Linked DNA regions of Sus scrofa: region 2 is linked to region 1. The links are chromatin contacts, called in public Hi-C maps. All regions are on one chromosome and are shown on one strand. The core of a region is the stretch at or near the end of the contact, and the rest is flanking DNA. Distances in the headings are between cores, read along the strand shown.

The links. A called contact is a pair of places that touch in the nucleus more often than the background predicts.
Region 2: a contact with region 1 is called in a Hi-C map of retroperitoneal adipose tissue, with 2.7 times the contacts expected there. The contact joins the enhancer-like site here to the promoter of RCAN1 in region 1. A contact is called at or near these places in 4 of 5 promoter capture datasets (fetal liver, fetal skeletal muscle, liver and 1 more), 38 of 47 Hi-C or Micro-C datasets (adipocytes, adipose tissue, alveolar macrophages and 18 more) and 2 of 2 datasets of contacts at active chromatin or transcription factors (alveolar macrophages and skeletal muscle).

Annotation. Positions count from the first base shown.
Region 1 is chr13:198,113,275-198,118,637 of Sscrofa11.1, reverse strand. It overlaps RCAN1 (regulator of calcineurin 1), which reads left to right and starts at 2,095. Exons shown (of 4, transcript NM_001243913.1): 1 at 2,095-2,304; 2 at 5,049-5,222. The coding sequence starts at 2,218.
Region 2 is chr13:198,181,695-198,187,057 of Sscrofa11.1, reverse strand. It overlaps a transcript of RCAN1 not described here. Among named protein-coding and RNA genes, the nearest start is that of CLIC6, 66 kb to the left of the region's middle. Within about 2 kb of position 2,782, at least 2 of the 83 cell types and tissues checked have an H3K27ac peak or open chromatin away from gene starts, as enhancers often do. A contact at or near this core is called in retroperitoneal adipose tissue, where this site is marked.

The DNA.
Region 1 (5,363 bases), core at 846-3,345:
CAGGGAGGTGAGCTTCCTTTTATGGAGGGATAAATGCTCTGGTTTGCTCAGAGCCATTGCATATATTCTTCTTATGACTGGCTGACTTCAGTGATTCTTTGGAGTTAATCTTTAAAGGGGAATGGCAGGATTCCACTTAACTTCTGGAAGCTTAAGAGCTGGCCCTGTGTGCCTCTAGACTAGAGAGTGTTTTTAGTAGTAGTGTGACTGTTTTTAGTAGTAGCGTGACTGCGCTTAGGTGATCATAAAGTTGGGGAGAGGGGAAAGGACCTGGGACTCCAACTGCCATGGGACCTAAACTTGCAAAGTATTTGGAAGGTCAGAAAGTTGTAGCTTTTTTTTTTTTTTTTTTGTCTTTTCTACGGCAGCTCCTGCGTCACATGGAGGTTCCCAGGCTAGGGGTCGAATCGGAGCCACAGCAATGCCAGATCCGAGCCGCGTCTGCAACCTACACCATAGCTCACAGCAACACCAGATCCTTAACCCACTGAGCAAGGCCAGGGCTCGAACCCACAACTTCATGGTTCTTAGTCGGATTCGTTGACCACTGAGCCAAGACGGGAACTCGGGAAAGTTGTAGCTTTTTAATGGGATTAACATATACAGACTACTGCATATAATATAGATAACTAACAAGGACTTAGTGTATAGCACAGGGAACTGTATACTCAATATTCTGTAACAACCTTTAAGGAAAAATAATCTGTAAAAAATGTGTATGTGTGTATCTGAATCACTGTGCAGTACACCTGAAACTCACATGACATTCTAAATCAACTATACTTCATTTAACAAATAATAATAGAAAAAGCTGGGAGGAAGAAAGTCTTAGCCTTTTAAAAGAACTGACATCCTGGAGCTCCCGTCATGGCGCAGCGGAAATGATTCCGACTAGGAACCATGAGGTTTCGGGTTCGATCCCTGGCCTCGCTCAGTGGGTTAAGGATCTGGCATTGCCATGACCTGTGCTCTAGGTTGCAGACTAGGCTCAGATCTGGCATTGCTGTGACTCTGGCACAGGCCGGTAGCAACAGTTCCAAGTAGACCCCTAGCCTGGGAACCTCCATGTGCCGCAGGTGCAGCCCTAAAAAGACAAGAGACAAAAAAAAAAATAAAAATAAAAATAAAAATTAAAAATAAAAGAACCAGCAATCCTGCCACCAGACATCTAACCTGAAAAAAGGCGAGCCAAGGTAACTTTTCAATTGTAACATACGTTCTTTCTATTTATTCTTTTCCTATTCAAAACAGAAAATGTTCAGGCTATGAGTCTCTCAAACAGGACAAGCTCTTAATGTTTCTTTTCTCAGTTTCAGAGACTAGGTTCTCTAGAATGTTTTGGTATCTTTGAATTCAGTAGCTGTTCGAAAGTGATCGAAGTGGTTCATAGTCCTAGTTCTCAAATTACAGTCATAGATTTTCCAGTGATACTCTTAGGATCTCTTCCCACATTCTCACTGGGGCGTACAAGTGGGGAATTGGGACATTCATCCAATAAAGTTCAATTGGAAGAGGAAACAAAAAAGACCTTATTTCAAAATGAATTGCACTTTCTTCTTTAGAAACAGAGTTCATTGACCAAGACAGATTTCCAAATGTTTTCTCTAATCCCCCCGGTATATGAAACTGTGATTGAAGGGTTCAGAAAATTACAGGGCTCAAACAGTTTGCCAAGATGGTGGTTTCCAGGTTTCTCCAAGCCTTAAAAATTCCCTGGAGGCTAATTGCTATTTACTGCTGAAGACCTTCCTCCTTTTCTTCTGTAACATTTTCCATCTGAAGAAGGGTCGTCCCATTCAGCCGCCGAGCCTGGTGACTGAGTGGCTGAATGGAATTACTACCAATGGAAACTATGCTGCAAGAGGGGTAGATAGAGCAGCTGCACAGCAAACCTCCGCTCTTTTTCCATCCTCCCCAAGCAAAGTTAATTAGCATAGGGAAAATGACTAAGGTGTTGACGTCACCTCTTTCCAGTAGAAACTTACACTCTGTCCCTGTCTGCCGCGAGCAAGCAGGACTTGACTCAGGAATTTGGTGTCCAAACAGGATGCTCTGGAAGTGGAGCTTTTTTTTTTCTTTTTTTTTTTTTTTTCCCCGGGGGGGCTGGACCTCATGCTTTATAAGCGCCGGCTGGGGAAAGAACCCACAGCCTCTGTAAAGGAACTTCACTTGGAGCTCGTCTCCGGGAGCCTATTGCTTTCACCTTAAGAAAGCAAGATGCATTTTAGAAACTTTAACTACAGTTTTAGCTCCCTGATTGCCTGTGTGGCAAACAGTGATGTCTTCAGCGAAAGTGAAACCAGGGTAAGGCTTCTACTCTCATGTGGTTTTTGAACATTGTCAAAGCGTGTGTTAACTGGGACTACGTACGAACTGAAATCTTTGTTTGGAGCGGGGTGGGGGAGGGGTGTAGGTGGTTCTCTTGTGGCTTTGGGGTTTTGAAAGTCCTCCAGAATACTTTGAACCTTGAAAAGCAGAAGGTGTTGCCGGAGGAATTGACTGTGATGGCATTTTCAAAGCTCTCAATGCTTAAAAACCATCCTCATCTCCAGACCAATTAATTAGTAAGCAGCCTTTGGCACTGGGTTTTTGTCATTCTGTACAGGTCGTAAGTAAACTTTGGAGGGAGGGCTTGTCTGACAAAGAACAGAACGTTTGGCTTTGGCATCCGAAGTTCAGAGTACTTGGATTTTTATCTTAGGAAATAAATGTTGTAAAGACATTTGAGGGTTTGCCGTCATTACAACGGCCTGTCTTCAAGTTTCCAGCTTTCTCTCGCTGGAGAAAATGCAGCCATAGCAAATAATAAAACTGGATAAATAACTTATAAGTGTACCTCCTGGGAAGCAGCTCTCATTGGTGGTAGTTAATATAATTAGCCATTTTAATTACGATGCTTTCTTCTTCATTTGATGAAAATGTAAGATTTTTCAGCAGTAGCTGTGCAGGTATCTAGTTGATCTCCAACCACTAGGGAATGGATTCTGTATGTTCTTTTTGGAGGGCACAGGTCATGTTATAGCTTTATATCCAAAGCTAATCAAATTTAACTCCATCACTGGGTGCTACGCTTGCAAGCCCAGACTGGCGTTTCAGAACCAGTATTAGAAGATGTTGCATGGGTAAAAATACTACAAAGCCAGCCATTTAATATTAGCTTTATATGTGTCAAATCACTGATTTACTTATTTAATTGAGATGCTCTCCAATCACTACCATAACTAGGTATCAGTTAGTAGAATAAACACGATTATTTTCTAAGAGAACAGTACAATAGCAATATGAAATTAGCAAGACAATGTGGGTTCTCTTGCGTCCTGGTCCTAGGCCCTGACTTGTATTCTAAGAACATTCATCAAAGGCATCTCTCCTAGGAGTTCCCTTCGTGGCTCAGTGGTTAACGAACCTGACTAGGATCCATGAGGATGTGGGTTTGACCTCTGGCCTCCGTGAGGGGGTTGGGGATCTAGTGTTGTCCTGAGCTGTGGTGTAGGTCGCAGTCCGACTTGGATCCCATGTTGCTGTGGCTGTGGTGTAGGCCAGCAGCTGTAGCTCCAATTCAAGTTTCAAGTTTCCTAGCCTGGAAACTTCGGTGCTGAGGGTGTGGCCCTAAAAAGCCAAAAAAAAAAAAAAAAAAGGCATCTCTCCTAAATTATGAATAATAACTTTAAAACGAAACAGTGGGTCACAGTGCCCGTGGATGAGGTTGTGTGAGATTCCAAATCTGCACAGACACCCTTCCCCCGCCACACTTGCCCCAGCTTAGAAGAGGGGGAGAACAAGCCACCTGCAGCCAGATGAAATCTCTCGGGTTGATCATCTGTCGAGCTTGCTTTCTTCTTCTTTGCCTCTGCAACACCCCTCGTTGGAAAATCACAGATGTTTCCATCCACTAAAGAAAAGCCAGTATATTTGAAGAGAGAAAGTTTGTGAGTTGGTCTCACTCCTGGTGAACGGCCTGCCAGCAGGGAACGCAGGACCTGCCTGCAGCCCTGCCCTGCGGTAGACAGCAGGTACTACAGGGCTGTGGGAGGGCCGTCCGCTCCCCCACTTTCTAGCGCTGGATGTTCCCAAAGATGTTCCCCTCTTGTTGGGCATTCTCTCTTCCCCTCTGCGAAGCTCTGTGGCTCCTCCTCCTCTCACCAGTCACCTGGGTAGAGGGCACCTGCCCCCTCCAGGCTCTCAGCCACCCTCCACCACCTGCCTCTCACTGTCCTCAGTGTTTAGCCTGAAGGAAAAAAAAAAAAAAAAAAAAAAGACTCAGAAAACACAGTGACTAAAATCTCCCTGGAAGTTTCCAGACTGTCCATCAACTCCCTCTCTGGTTGGAAAGATTGCAGTGGCCTCCTAGCACCCCCGCACAACAGACACTCCCACCCAGGACTCAGGCCAAGGAGTACTCCCCAGAGCTGTTCCCAGGAGCCCACAGTCTCCCTCCTGAATCTAGGCTTTGACTGTTAAACTGGGGCTATTCTAAGAGCTCATGCTGTTTCTTGATGTTCACTAGTTCTTAGAATACTAGCCTCGATCAGTATGCGTGGTAAAGCCAGCATGCAGAAATGGGTTCATTTGCAGTATGTTCATTTTTTTAACCCAGGATTATTTTAGAGAGTTAAAAAGTAGCCGACCGAATAGAAAAATAGTAGCGGGGATTATTCTAAAAAACATTACTACTGTCACATAAAATCTCCTATATTAAAAGGGCAGAAAGGGCAGAATCTTCCCCGAGGGTAAAGGCAGGCTCTCTGTCTTCTCAAGAAAGAAGTTAGGGGAGTTCCCTGGTGGCCCAATGGGTTAAGGATTCAGAGTTGTCACCGCTGTGGTGAGGGTTTGGTCCCTGGCCTGGTCCCTGGCCTGGGAACTTCTGCATGCTGTGGGCGAGGCCAAAAAAAAAAAAAAAGGAAAAGAAAGAAAAAGAAAGAAAAAAAGAAGTCAAATTCTTGAAATGATTCATAGTTCAGTTCCTTCATAAGAAATGATGTAATGAAATCATCTAATCAAATGTCCTAGGCAGGTAAATTTCAACTCCTTTTATTTTCATTTTTCAGGCCAAATTTGAATCCCTCTTTAGGACATATGACAAAGATATCACCTTTCAGTATTTTAAGAGCTTCAAAAGAGTCAGAATCAACTTCAGCAACCCCTTGTCTGCAGCAGATGCGAGACTCCAACTACATAAGACTGAATTTCTTGGAAAGGAAATGAAATTATATTTTGCTCAGGTGAGTGGAGGTCACTGGTTGGCATGCTTCTCCCTTCTCCCTCTGACCTTAAAGTAGCTTAGACATCGAGGATGTGTATGTTGATTTCAAACTCCAAGGACTCATGTCGAGAAGGGCAGAATTCTATTCAATAACTTTTCA
Region 2 (5,363 bases), core at 1,533-4,032, 68 kb before region 1:
CTCAGTCCCCAGACCAGAGATTGAACCCGTGACGTGGCAGTGAAAATACCAAATCCTAACCATTAGACCACTGGGGAACTCCCGAGAGTCCCTTCCCTGGCTGTGACATATGTGTCACCATGTCAGCTCAGCTGATCAGTGGCCAGTGTATGTGACAGCAGGGTCCCAGGCCCCTGGGGGCAGCTGCTCCAGCCCCAGTGACCTAGTTGGAGCCATCAGGACGCCAGCTCACAGGCTTGTCCAGGCAGCATGTTGGTGTCAGGAGCAGTGCAGGTGCAGGCGTGTGTGAGCCTGTTTGCCAGCTAAGAAGTCAGCTCCTCAGGTGGGAAGAGGGTAGCAGAGTCACTAATGTGCTAGAAAGGTCAAACTCAGCCGGATCTGAACACAAGATTTCTAGGATTCTATTCCATCTGCAGGTGGCATTCCATTTTTGTTTTGTTTTGTTTTGCTTGTTTGTTTCATGGTCAGGAAAGTCTTGGAGTACTTTTCTTAGAGCTTATAAACTGTGGCCTACAGCATAACTACACAGCATTGTCTCTGCAACAGCTCTGGTTTGATCCCTGGCCCTGGAGCTTCCACATACCTCAGGTGCAGCCACAAAAAAAGAAAAGAAAAGAAAAAAAAAAAAACCTGGGTAATTTTCCCTCTCCCCCTCATGACCCTCTCTTTTCACCTCTGAACGCTCCCAGAGAAGGGAAATGGCTGTGGTGACTGCTTATTCGTCCACTCAACACCTACCACGTGCCGGTCCCCATAGCACGGGGCTCGTGTGTGGGCTGAAGTGGGCCAAGTGTGCCAAGCACTGTTGGACGTGCTTAGAAAGGTGGGTGGATTTCGGAGTTCCTGTCGTGGCGCAGTGGTTAACGAATCTGACCAGGAATCATGAGGTTGCGGGTTGGATCCCTGCCCTTGCTCAGTGGGTTTGGGTTAAGGATCTGGCGTTGCTGTGAGCTGTGGTGTAGGTTGCAGACATGGCTCAGATCCCTGTTGGTGTGGCTCTGGCGTAGGGCTACAGCTCCTATTCGACCCCGAGCCTGGGAATATCCATATGCCCAGGGAGCAGCCTAAGAAATGGCAAAAAGACCGAAAAAAAAGAAAAGAAAAGAAAGGTGGGTGTGAGGGAAATAGTGTTATTACCCCCATTTTATGGATGGAGTGACTGAGGCATATGGGGGCAAAGGAACTTGCTGCTTGTTACACTGCTATGTTGGGGTGGGGGCAAGATTTGAACCCGGGCTGTCCTATACCTTAAGGCCCTCCTGCCATCCTCTGCCACCTCTCCGACCTGATCCCTCACTTAATTTGATGTTGGCCTCCCTGGAAGGTCCACACGTTGCATGAAGACACTGAGGCCAGGAGAGTTGGCGTGCAGACCAATAGCCTGCCTGGGGTTTGGACACCACACCCGAGGCCCTGACTCCAAACACGGCTCCTCCCCAGGCACCTGGTGGCACTGCCATCTCAGGCCCTGGACTCTGTCTGGTGCTGTGCCCCTCACATCGCCCACCAAGTAGCAGCTGACCTCAGGGGGCTCTAAGGGCACCTCTCTGCTCTTCTTTCATGGAAGCTTTTTTGCTTTTTAGGGCCGCACCTGCGGCATATGGAAGTTCCCAGACTAGGGGTTGAATCTGAGCTACAGCTGCCAGCCTACACCACAGCCACAGCAATACGGGATCCAAGCCGCGTCTGCCACCTACAACCTCACGGCCATGCCGGACCCTTAACCCAGTGATCAAGGTCAGGGATGGAACCTGCATCCTCACAAACACTGGTCTGATTTGTTTCTGCTGTGCCACAATGGGAACTTTTTTCTTTTCTTTTTTTTTTTTCTTTCTTTCTTTCTTCCTTCCTTTCTTTCTTTCTTTCTTCCTTTCTTTCTTTCTTTCTTTCTTTCTTTCTTTCTTTCTTTCTTTCTTTCTTTCTTTCTTTCTTTCTTTCTTTCTTTCTTTCTTCCTTCCTTCCTTCCTTCCTTTCTTTCCTTTCTTTTCTTTCTTTCCTTTCTTTTCTTTCTTTCTTTTAAAGCTCTGTCTCTGGCTAGAAAATTGTTCCGTCTGCCCATGCCTGTTGACTTGTTCTGTTTCCGCCAGGCCATTTCCTCTGGCTAGTTCATATCCTTTGCCTATTCCGCCGCTGCTCGGCTGTTTATTTTAGGCAGGTCCGCTGTCTGATTCTAGGATCAGGACAGAAAAATTCCTCTGATCTCATCAATCGAGAGGCAACATCTTCTTCATCCCTTTTCTCTCCTGCAACACCTTGGAAAATAACCACGTGCCCCTCATGCTGAATACGAGGGTGAGAATGAGAAGGCAGACATTGTCCAGTCCCCAGGCCTCCAGCCTCACAGTAAAAACTAAGTGTCAACTGGCAGATTTTTCCCTGCACATGTTACAGACGCCTGTGTCTGTCTGGGGCAGTGGTCCCCCAGGGCATAAACCAGTCCTCTAGTCTGTTGACCCATTCCTTATGGGCAGGGCTGTACCTGGCTCACCTTGCCCCACAGCCTGGGGCCTGGCCAGCAGGAACCTTCCATCCATATGTGTCTGTCAAGGGAAGGACAGGGGCTGCTCGTAGGTATTCGGTGGGAAGACCCAGGAATATAGAAACTGGCCCAGAGCATCCATGGAGAGAACACCCAAGGCTTTTCTTCTCAGTTTGCCAGACACCTCCCCATTTGTATATTTGCTAGACCTGTTTCCTATTCTGAAAACCACACATATCTTTTCTCTAGGTACCAGGTGGCTGCGGCCCTTTGGCCCACCCCGTAACTCATCGAGGCCCAGGTCCTCAATCTGGAAAGCCCATGCCATCATTCCAATTCTGGCTGCCTCTAGCTCCCTCCCCTTCCCCTGAGCGAGGCGGAGTGGGCTCATGTTTGAGAAACTTCTCAGTAACGCAGAGACAGCCCAAATGCCAGCTTGCTTACTGTCCCTTCATAACTTCCCTAAAAGGAAGCTTGTTATGCTGAGTGGTGCCTCGGCCTGTGTCATCAGCCAAATCTTATTCAGAACAATTCAATTATTTTATAAATTGGGATGACGCGTCTGGGGATCGGAACAGCAAGGGTGAGGTTTGCATCCAGTAAAAATAGGTTGTGCCGTGTCTGACAAGCACGCTCCCTAGGCACGTGGTTGCTGGGGGAGGGCTAATTAGCATGATGTCGGAATATGAAATAGCCTGTATCTGAGCATTTTTGACTTAAACATCCTGACACTTCGCCATTACGTCTGTGATCAGGTTTCACATGAGACCATCTCATAACAAACTTCTCTGTAACTAAAGCCAGGTTGATACTGTCACATGAAGTCCCAGTCTGGATAAACTCAGGTTAAGTTTTAAAGTTTTACTGTAATCTAAGTGAGGGACAGTTTAGCTCCGGTCAGTGTGGAGGCCAACCAACGTGTGTTTGCGATGGCATGGAACCGTGATCGTGGGTCCTCTGTGCATGGAAGACCTCCTGCCTGCTCCAAGCCCAGGGCCCCATCCTGTCTTCACATTACCATGTGCTCTTAAAAGAGTCAGTGCCCAAGCCCCTTCCCAGGTCTTCCTGGCAATGCAATCAAGTCAGGCCTTTGCAGTTTTCCTGTAACTGCAGATTGACGTCTCTCATTAATCACCAGGTCCGCAGAGGGGTGTCTGGCCTAAGCTGAGAAATGTTTCTTCGTGGAATCAGAAAACACAAGCGACAGAAGATTGGGTTCTGTTCACTTTTTTTTTTTTTAATCTTTTTTTTAAGGGCTGCACCCTTGGCACTTGGAGGATCCCAGGCTAGGGGTTGAATAGGAGCTGCAGCTGCCGGCCCACATCACAGCCACAGAAATGCAGGATCCAAGCTGCGTCTGCAACCTACACCACAGCTCACTGCAACGCAGGATCTTTAACCCACTGAGCGAGGCCAGGGATCGAACCCATGTTCTCATGGATATTAGTCGGTTTGTTGCCACTGAGCTGCAGGGGAACTCCTCTGTTCACTTTTTAAGGCCATGCACATCAGTGGGTTCTTGATAAAGGGTTGTGTTCCTACAGGCCGTGGGTCCCCGTGTAGTACAATGACAGGCACCCAGATGGCCCCAGAAAAGTGGCTTGGGTAGTAAAGGCGGCCAGGGATTTGGTGGGTGGGTATAGGAATACACTGTCCCATCGTGTTGACTTGCCAGCTAATCCTGGTGCTGAGAAAACGACACCCCCCCCCACTTTAATCGCCTCCTGACCTGCCTTGTATTCAGAATAACAGCAGCCTAAATTCTGATCCTTGGGTTTTATCAAATCTTTTTTTAGCCAGTCAGGGGACAGTGCAGCTGGGTGTGGCCGTGTGTGTGGATGACGACACCCTGAAATAATGAAGACTGTGCCCTAGGCAGTGGGCCTAAGCCCAGCAGGAGAGCTCCCTGCGGACGGGGCAAGAAGTGGGGGTCCTGGCTTGTCTTGATGCCCAAGCTGGGAGTGCCCCCTGCCCCCAGTAAGCAGAATTTCTCTCCAGAATGAAAGTTCAGACATTCGAGTGAGTTGGGCTTGTTTTCTCAGGTTTTCTGACTCCGCATGGCTTTCCTTTCATCTGATAAGGAAGATTTGGTAAAGACAGAGGGCTCTGCCAGCCTAGCAGGGAGTGGGGAAGATGCTTCCTTACACATTTGATGACTTTTTTACAGCTCGAATCCTGGTCTTGCTGCGGTTTGCTCTGTAACCTCGTGTGTTGTAGTGGGGGCGGTGCAGGGGCCGAAGGGCCGAAGGGTCGGATCAAATGAGGGCACCTGCTGCCAACCCGTGTAAACTAGTGGCCATTTGGGTATAAACCTGACACTCCTAAGACCCAGCTTGTGGGGAATCTCCAACCCTTTAGGTAGATCAATTCATCAAACTGGAATTCAGTGCATTTAAATGACTTAAGCTCTGTTGAGTCTCAAAGTCATTGTGTTTGAAGCTCAGCCTTAATTTCCATCCCTTTTTCATACCCGCCAGGGTTTCCCTTGTCCCTAGAGTCCAGCGGTGTCCCTGAGGTGGCCAGTCCCTCGCCACTGCCTCCTTGTGTTCTTTTTTCTTTTCTTTTTATAGCAGCACTGGTGGCATATGGAAGTTTTCGGGCCAGGGATTGAATCCAAGCTGCAGCTGCCACAGCACCAGATCTTTTAAGCCATTGCGCTGGGCCAGGGGCCAGGGATTGAACCAGAAACAGGACCTTCACAGGGGCCTGAGCCACTGTGCAGTGAGGTTCTTAACCCGCTGTGCCACAGTAGGAACTCCTCCTCGTGGTCTCTGAACACGTCACATTTGAGTCCCCACCCCAGAGTTCCTGTTGTGGCTCAGCGGAAATGAATCTGACCAGTATCCATTGAGGATGTGGGTTTGATCCCTGGCCTTGTTCAGTG